Linked DNA regions of Danio rerio: all the other regions are linked to region 2. The links are chromatin contacts, called in public HiCAR-type and Micro-C maps. All regions are on one chromosome and are shown on one strand. Each heading gives the region's core, a stretch centred on a gene start, on an enhancer-like site or on the middle of the called end of the contact. The rest is flanking DNA. Distances are from core to core; before and after follow the strand shown.

Evidence for each region. A called contact is a pair of places that touch in the nucleus more often than the background predicts. HiCAR-type assays count read pairs that join an accessible place to other places.
Region 1: a Micro-C map of caudal fin shows a contact between it and region 2, with 8 times the contacts expected there. The contact joins the promoter of si:ch211-122f10.4 here to the promoter of rps4x in region 2. A contact is called at or near these places in 2 of 18 Hi-C or Micro-C datasets (caudal fin and an unstated tissue).
Region 3: a contact with region 2 is called in a HiCAR-type map of caudal fin, with 5 times the contacts expected there. The contact joins the promoter of arhgap36 here to the promoter of rps4x in region 2. A contact is called at or near these places in 4 of 18 Hi-C or Micro-C datasets (caudal fin, embryo, hematopoietic stem cells and 1 more) and 2 of 4 datasets of contacts at active chromatin or transcription factors (caudal fin and embryo).

What each region holds. Positions count from the first base shown.
Region 1 is chr7:53,659,969-53,662,668 of GRCz12tu, forward strand. It overlaps si:ch211-122f10.4, which reads left to right and starts at 1,435. Exons shown (of 11, transcript NM_001386652.1): 1 at 1,435-1,703; 2 at 2,382-2,493; 3 at 2,662-2,700. The coding sequence starts at 1,534.
Region 2 is chr7:53,482,919-53,485,618 of GRCz12tu, forward strand. It overlaps rps4x (ribosomal protein S4 X-linked), which reads right to left and starts at 1,432. Exons shown (of 7, transcript NM_001005589.1): 1 at 1,423-1,432; 2 at 865-942; 3 at 348-528. The coding sequence starts at 1,425.
Region 3 is chr7:53,304,533-53,307,232 of GRCz12tu, forward strand. arhgap36 (Rho GTPase activating protein 36) reads right to left here and starts at 1,262. Exons shown (of 13, transcript NM_001351681.2): 1 at 813-1,262. The coding sequence starts at 905.

The DNA of each region.
Region 1 (2,700 bases), core at 185-2,684, 180 kb after region 2:
AAAGATATGTGCCTAAACAACGTCATTAATCAATGATCTAACATGTATTTTGGATTTTTGTAAATATTGTATAGTATTTACAACATAGCTTGCTACATGATGAATAATTAATCTGAAAATGTTTTATAATTTTGAAAGGGACTTAAATTTTAACTAAATTGGAACTAATTAATGCAAATATTTAGTAACATGTTAATTGGACATTCCATTATTGTCCAAACTTTTGTCCAAAAAAATTATTGTGCAAGTTTTTCCAATATGACATATGTTTAAAATTATTATTTTATATCTGCTTTTTTAAATAATGGGTATAGATAATAATAAAATTTTTATATTCAGAACAGGGTTAAGGGAGATATACTCAGATATATATAGATATATATTTTATGAGTTTTTTTTTGCTCAGAAGTAGCACTGCAGGACTTGGTTGTCCATTAGCAACAAGCAGTTTCCCGGCTTGCTCACCAGATGACACAAAAGACAAAAACTGTTTCTTGGAGTACCACAAAGTGAATTGGAAACATGACCTACTCAATGAGGATTTGAGATATTGGATTTGGATCCCATATTGTTTTTGTTGTTGTTCTGCCACAAAAAAAAAAGAAATTTGTTACATTGTTTGAAAAGATTTATATAAAAAGTTATTGTTCATATCATATTCAGACGTCAGTGTCTAATTACCACACTGAGCCAATGTTGCAAATCTGCAACATCACAGAACGCCTTGCATGTGAAGGTCTCTCTAAAAAAGTCAGGATTCTATTGTATACCCCATTTGATAATTTTCCCCAAATATCAGATTTTTCCTGTTTCTAAAACTTAATTTGAGCCTGAGAGGAATTATGTTAACTATATGAAGTAATTGAGTTGGCACTGTACCTCACAGCAGATCGCTGGTTTGAGTCACAGCAAGGCAGTTGGCATTTCTGTCTAAAGTTAGCATGTTCTCCCCGTGTTCGTTCGTGTGGGTTTCCTCTGGGTGGATTGAGTAAACAGCTGTAGTGTATGTGTGTGAATGTATGTTTTCCAGTGCTGCAGATGGAAGGGCAAACACTGCGTAAAACATGCTGGATAAGTTGGTGGTTCATTCCGCTGTGGCGACCCCTGATGAATAAAAGGACTAAGCTAAAGGAAAATGAATAACTGAATATAAAGTAATTTTGAAATTAGGCTTTTAACGTTAGATCCCATAAAAATATAAATTACTTTTAAAAGATATTTTAGCATAAAATGGCTAACTAGTATAGCAAAACACCCAGCAGTTCCAATTACTGAATAAGTTTACTATGCGATTGTTGAGGCTATAATCCGATGATTAATAATATCGAACATAAACAATTATTTACAAGGAGAAATCGCGCGCGAGAGATGGCGGAAGTGCTGACTCGGAGATCGGACTCCGGTTAATGTTTGGCTTGGCAGCATCATCTGACTACAGTAAAAGTCATATGACCATCAAGGAAGAGAAACTCAAACTCCACATCAGGGTCTCCAGACTCCTGTATCTATGTTCATGTCTAGCAGACTGTGAAAATGTTTTCTCTCCGTGTCTTCTGCAGTTTTGTGTTCTTGTCTCTGCATGCTGTGAGTGGCATGTATGATCCAGATGAGGTGCTGGATCTGCCGGGCATGTCTTTTAAACCCAGTTACCGTCAGTGGTCTGGATATCTGAAGGCCAGTTCTGGAAAGTTTTTGCATTACTGGTGAGTTTCTTGTGTCTTTTATGTGTGTGTTGTCAGCCCTAGGTTTTGCTTATGAGAATGTGTTTAATTCAGTCTAGATGATGGCGTTTCCGCATTCACTCCGAGTCAAAAACAACCATTAAAAACAATTTAAGCCACTTTAATATTTCAATTCGTAAGAAGTATTTTTTTTCATTCATCAATAAAAACTGTTTATAAGATTTCATGTTGTTATAAAAGAGCAGTTCATCCATAAATTTGCCGTGTTTGTTTTTTTTTATTTTGTCAGTAAAACATGAAGATTGTCCTCTGTGGTTCTTTGTATTCTGTAAAATACAAGTCAACAACAACTATAGCAGCTCTTTGAGAATAAAGTATAATTATTATATTAATATGTAGGCAAAACTAAATTAATGAGCCTTGAGTTTATTTTTGTTTTGCTTCCATATATTTTTGGCTGTTAAATAAATAGTAACCATTTATTTGCCCTATGTAAATGACCTAAGTACTTTTTATTTTTTTATATTAATTATGTTAGTGGTAGTGCATACTATTAATATTTCATAAGCCATGGTGTCAGATGGTAAGGTGAGATTAGAGTGCATGTACAATTGTAAAAATCTTTAGAGAATTGTTGTCTTGTTTGAGTGTCTTTGGTAATCAAATGAGTTTAAATGAAAGAGTATGTGTTTATTACAGGTTTGTGACGTCTCAGAGAGACCCAGTAAAGGATCCAGTGGTGTTGTGGCTGAACGGAGGGCCAGGCTGCAGCTCTTTGGATGGGTTTCTGTCAGAAAATGGCCCTTTTCATGTAGGTTTATACCTATGAACAGGAGTTTGTCATAAAAAAATTACAATGCATTTCTCTGCAACTGCTTTAATCTCAAAAATAAGAAGTCCTGAAGTCATTATCTTCAATAGCACAAAGCCATAAATGTTGTGATGATTTTTTTTTTGTACATCACTTTGTGGTCCTTAGGTCAGAGATAATGGAGCCACTCTTTACGAGAATGAGTTC
Region 2 (2,700 bases), core at 182-2,681:
ATGCACATGTCCCTTGCTTTAAAACGAATCATAATTTACAGTAAATTTTCCCGCTGCATGTGCTGTTAGAGTTGGGCAGCACTTAGCTTAAAATTATTTTCCAAACATTCTGGACAGAAAACTGCAAAATACTGTTTGTAAATGTTTGTAAAACATTTTATACTTGCACAGAAAATTAAATATACTCTAAGACACTACATTTAAGTCCAGCTTTATTTGAATATTCATATTGATACACCTGACCTGATATAATCATTCCTCTTATGAAACATCATCTACACAGCAAGTCACTCAATTCACTGGGGATACCGAATCATAAACTGACAGTTGAGTGCAGCAGAACTCACCCATGAAGCCGGTGGGGTAGGTGATGTCAGTGCGGACCTTGCCATCGATCTTGATGAACCTCTGCATGCAGATCTTCTTGACCTCATCTCCAGTCAGAGCGTACTTGAGACGGTTCCTTAGGAAGATGATGAGGGGCAGGCACTCCCTCAGTTTGTGGGGACCAGTGGAGGGACGAGGAGCCTACAGAAACAAACATTTAAAAAACTAATAATCAACCCACTTTCATCAGATACATCGAAATTAGGTAAAAAGTAGAGGTTTTACTTTCCTAACCACCAGGCAATATAATAACACTGAACAATAAGGTTATTACATGTCATGTGGATACTTGAACTTGTCATAAGCCCAGCATGGCTTCATACATAACACTAAAACACATTTAAATCCCAAATGAGTGAATGTTTACTTAAACAGTGATGCCTTCAGTGAAGTGCTGTTCACTTTTTTTACACGTAACGTTAAGCATAACTAAGCACACCTAACGTTATGGGGGGGGAACCCTTTAACGTTACTTACGAACACTCCGGTGAGTTTGTCCAGCATCCAATGTTTAGGAGCTGCGACACGCTTCAGGTGCTTCTTCGGTCCTCGGGCCTGAACAACATAAACATCTGTCAGCTCAAAGTAACAACATGTGCAGTCTGTATACATTTATTAACATATAAATCCCAGCAGACCTCAAAGATAGTACGGCGAGGCCTTTAGCGTTAGCTTCTCCTAGCGACTTAAAAACTACTGAAGTTATGCCATTTTTAAATAAGCACTTATTGTATAAATCCAACTCTCTATTGAACAAATTACATATAAGACCGCCGAACCATACTTAAAACGACATTTCACATGATCGAGAAGCGCGAGTCTGCTTTGCCGCTAGTGTCAGACAGCGGCGGAGCTAAGCGTTTTCCTTTAACATTTTAATCATCACATCTTCTCTTTTTCATCAAAATGTGTGTGTTGTTCAACTTAGATGGGGTGAATGTGCAACATTTTGAGCTAATTGGAGAAAGCTGATCTTTTAAAACGTTGATGATTGTGGATTATTTAGGGAGGGTATCGTGAATGAAATGCACTCACCATGTTGGAGTCTGCGGAAAAGGACCAGCCACTTCCTGTCAGCGGAAGATAAGCTGAACTACCGGAGCCGAAGAAGGACAGTCGGAGTTTTCTCTATAAGCCGTACGAGCGCGTGCCATCAGGTGGCGAGGGCTGTAGTCACACTGCAAAAACAGCAGCGGTTCGGTCACTGCAAGTTTCTTTCAGTGGAGACATTTCAGTCTGGAACTACATTTAAATGGATGGTTCACGCAAAACGACAATTCTGTCATCATTTAGGCCTACTGGCCCGTTCCTTGTGTCAAACCTATATGGGTTTCTTTATTTTGTTGTTGGATATGAAAGAAGATATTTTGAAAAATGTTGGAAACCTGTAACATCAATGTTCATAGTATTTGTTTTTCATTCTATGGAAGTCAATAATTACAGCTTTTCACGCGTTCTTCAAAATAACTTCTTTTATTTACAACAGAAGAAATTTACGAAAATCATGAATGTTTGCAATCAGTGAGTAAATCTGCATCTTCCCTTTAGATTAGATTAGATTAGATTAGATTGCATTAGATTAGATTAGCAGCAAGAGCAGGATATTGTTATAAAGTGCCATTATAAAAAAACTATGGTATAAAATACAAGCCATTTAGATTAGATTAGATTAGATTCAACTTTATTGTCATTACACATGTACAAGTACAATGCAACGAAATGCAGTTTAGGTCTAACCAGCAGTGCAATAGCAGCAAGTGCAGGATACAGGAATAAGTTATGAAGTGCAGTTATAGAAAACTATGGTGATATTTACAGATGGATGTACTATGAACATTATATACAGGTTGGATAAGCTATGAACAGATTTACAATATATGAATATATGTGCAGGTTGCTATTAATAATCAGTAGTGTGCAGATAGATAAACATGATTACAAGTGTATATGTTACAATATATGAATATATGTGCAGGTTGCTATTAATAGTCAGTAGTATGCAGATAAATAAGCATGATTACAAGTGTATATGTATAGTGGGTGTGTACATAATTACAAATGCCCATATGCAGTGGGTATGTACAGTTCAATAAGTAAACAGTTCAATGTGGTGCAGTGAATGTGCAAATGTTAAACAGTGCAGTTATTGCGAGGAGTTTAAGTTAGAGGAGAGTGGGGGGTGTATTGGGGGGGCAAAAGAGTCAGTGTGGGGCTGAGTTCAGGAGGGAGACAGCTCTGGGGAAAAAGCTGTTCCTCAGTCATCTGAAGAAAAGAAAAAAAAAACTTTAAAAGGGTTTCGCTATTTTGATGAAA
Region 3 (2,700 bases), core at 12-2,511, 180 kb before region 2:
TTTTTAAATGGTTCCTAGATATCAACCCATGCATCAGAGAGCTATAAAGACAATCGGATCTTAATACAAGTCTGCTGACCCCAAAAAGAGTGACACTAATACTGGTTATGCTTTTAATAATTCATGCTGGCTTCAGAAAAAAATGAAGGTTTTAGAGCAACAACATTTATGTAGGCTGCTTACAACATCACACATGGTTGCGGCATGTGCTACTAAATAAATAACAAGGAAAAGGGCATAAAAATAACTTGACACATTTTAAAGCCCCAGTTTATTTTGATGGTCCCTTTCAGACATTCTGCTGAATACATAACCTTATACAGTACCCACAAGTCATCTGACTCTCATAAGTGGTAGAGATTACACTGTAAAAATGCTGGTTTCCACACAATTCCTGTCATCCCAAATCAAATCAATGAAATCAACTTAATTGTTTGTACAAATTTAAATGGATTGAACATGAAATCATTAAGTTGTTATCCAGAAAACCTAAGATTTGTGTTGTTTCAACTCATTTTAAATAAGTACTGTGAACAAAAGTAACTTGTGAGGGGTTACAGGGTTATGGTTGAATAAGTTGACATGCATTGATTTAAAAAAAGTAGCTTATTAAACGTCTACTAACACTGACTGCTAGCTGACATGTGATTTCAAAGTTACTTACATCAAACAGGATGTCCAAAGGGGACCATCAAAAATAAAGTGACAACTTTACTACACGTAAAGCAGGGCATGTAAACAATCATGTATTTACACAGTCTGTTAAACTCATTTGCATATGATACAACTGTAGGTAATTCCCCTATACTCACCACATAGTAGAATTGCATGTCCTGGCGAACAGGGTCCTCAGGCTGCATGACTACAGATGAGGTTTTATCCGATCCCATGTAGAACAAAACCATACCACTTTCTGAACAGACCTCAGATCAGATTGAAAAGGAGAGATCCTGCTTGTTTTCATCAGTCAGACTGTTGATGAAGGAAGTCAGTCCATCAGTTTGTAGCAGGTCCTGTTTGCAAGAGCTTCAGTGTTTCCCCTGCGTCTGTGTGTATCTGAGAAGTGATAGCAGCTCTTCCTGTGAAAGGGTGCTCTCTGAGAGTGTCTGACTGTGTGCTCCCCGGCTGATAAAATGCGAGTCCTTACACGCAGCTCAGCGCTGTGCTCCTCGACTGTCAACAACAGGAAATGTGCCACAGCCAGCTCAGACTTTGACAAGCCTGCAGCTTTCTCTGACCGAGCACCAGGAAGCACTGGGAATGCATTGGTGTACAGTAGTCAAGTCTCACTTATCCTCCCTTTCCCTCCTCCTTTAGCTGCGCAAGCCATAATCCAAGGTTCAAGTCGGTTCAAGTATGAGTCTTTTATCTTAGTGGTAATTGCAGGATGATAACTGAACTTTGCTCTGTGATGTCTTTGATCTGACTGAAAAACTAGAATGGGAAAGAGAGAGTTTAAAGCCTTCTCTGGCCATTTCATAGCAAAACAGATATTATTAGCAAACTTTTTATAATCTATAATTAAAAGGGTAAAAAGAACAAAAAGACATTAATGACAATAATTAATACATTAAATAAGATTTAAAACTATATTTTACTTTAAAAGTTTTTGTTTTAAAAGAAAAGAGTTGACAGCAACAGATTACAAATACAAATAGCACACTTGAAATTAACTCTGGACCTTTTATTTGCTCATTGTAATTGGGACAATGAGGGAATAACACACACCGGGCCATGGAACAGCTTAGAAGCCAATTGTCCAATTTCTTTTGGTCCCTTAACAAGTGGGAGGCACAAATGCAAACTGTTGTAATTCCTACAGCATTCACCTGATTTGGATGTAAATACCCTCAAATTAAAGCTGCGGTCACACCAGAGTTTGAGTTTGCTAAATTCTGTCGTGCGGCTCTGCAAAAAAGGGACGGGATTAAACAAGATGATTAGATATATAAAAAGTGAGCGATTTGCTCCATATTTAAAATTTCTGTCCAGAGAGGTCATGTTTTGATCCTCGATTGGTCTCACGCAGTCTAGTGATGCGATTTCGCAGGTCAGAGTTCACCAAGCTTGAACTTTGCACCGCAGCACCCTGCGTTTCCGGTCTGACGCATTTGCGTGCGTATGAATAGAAGTCTATAGAAGAAAAAGCCCAGCGTGACCGCAGCTTAAAGCTGACAGTCAGTCTGCAGTTTAAGCACATCTTGATTGTTTAATTTTCAATCCATTGTGTTGATCCAAAAGTGTTAGAATATTTACTTTCGATAAAAAAATGTACCATTGTTACTTTTAGAATAATTTATTTTTTTTAGAATAAGGTCTAAACATGCTCAAAATACTCTGCATCTAATGCTTGCCTAAAAATGCTGCAATCACAATGTTGGAAAAAGAAGATTCTGAATGACATATTTTAATTAGACGCTTTCAATTAGCCTTCTATTTGATTCCAAACACCACCTTTTCAAATTAATCTGTTGCTGAAACAGCATTGTTTAATCAACTTGAATGCAAAAGGGGGGGGGGGGCAGACCTGGTGCAGTTGCAATCTGAGCTGCATGCAATGCTTTTTAATACACTCACCTAACCCCACTCTTACCCTACCCCTCACAGTGACGTCACTAGCTCAATTGACTGCATTGTATCCAGTGGTGTAAAGTAACAATTTACAAATAGTAGTTTTTCTCAGGAAGTGTAATTTACTGA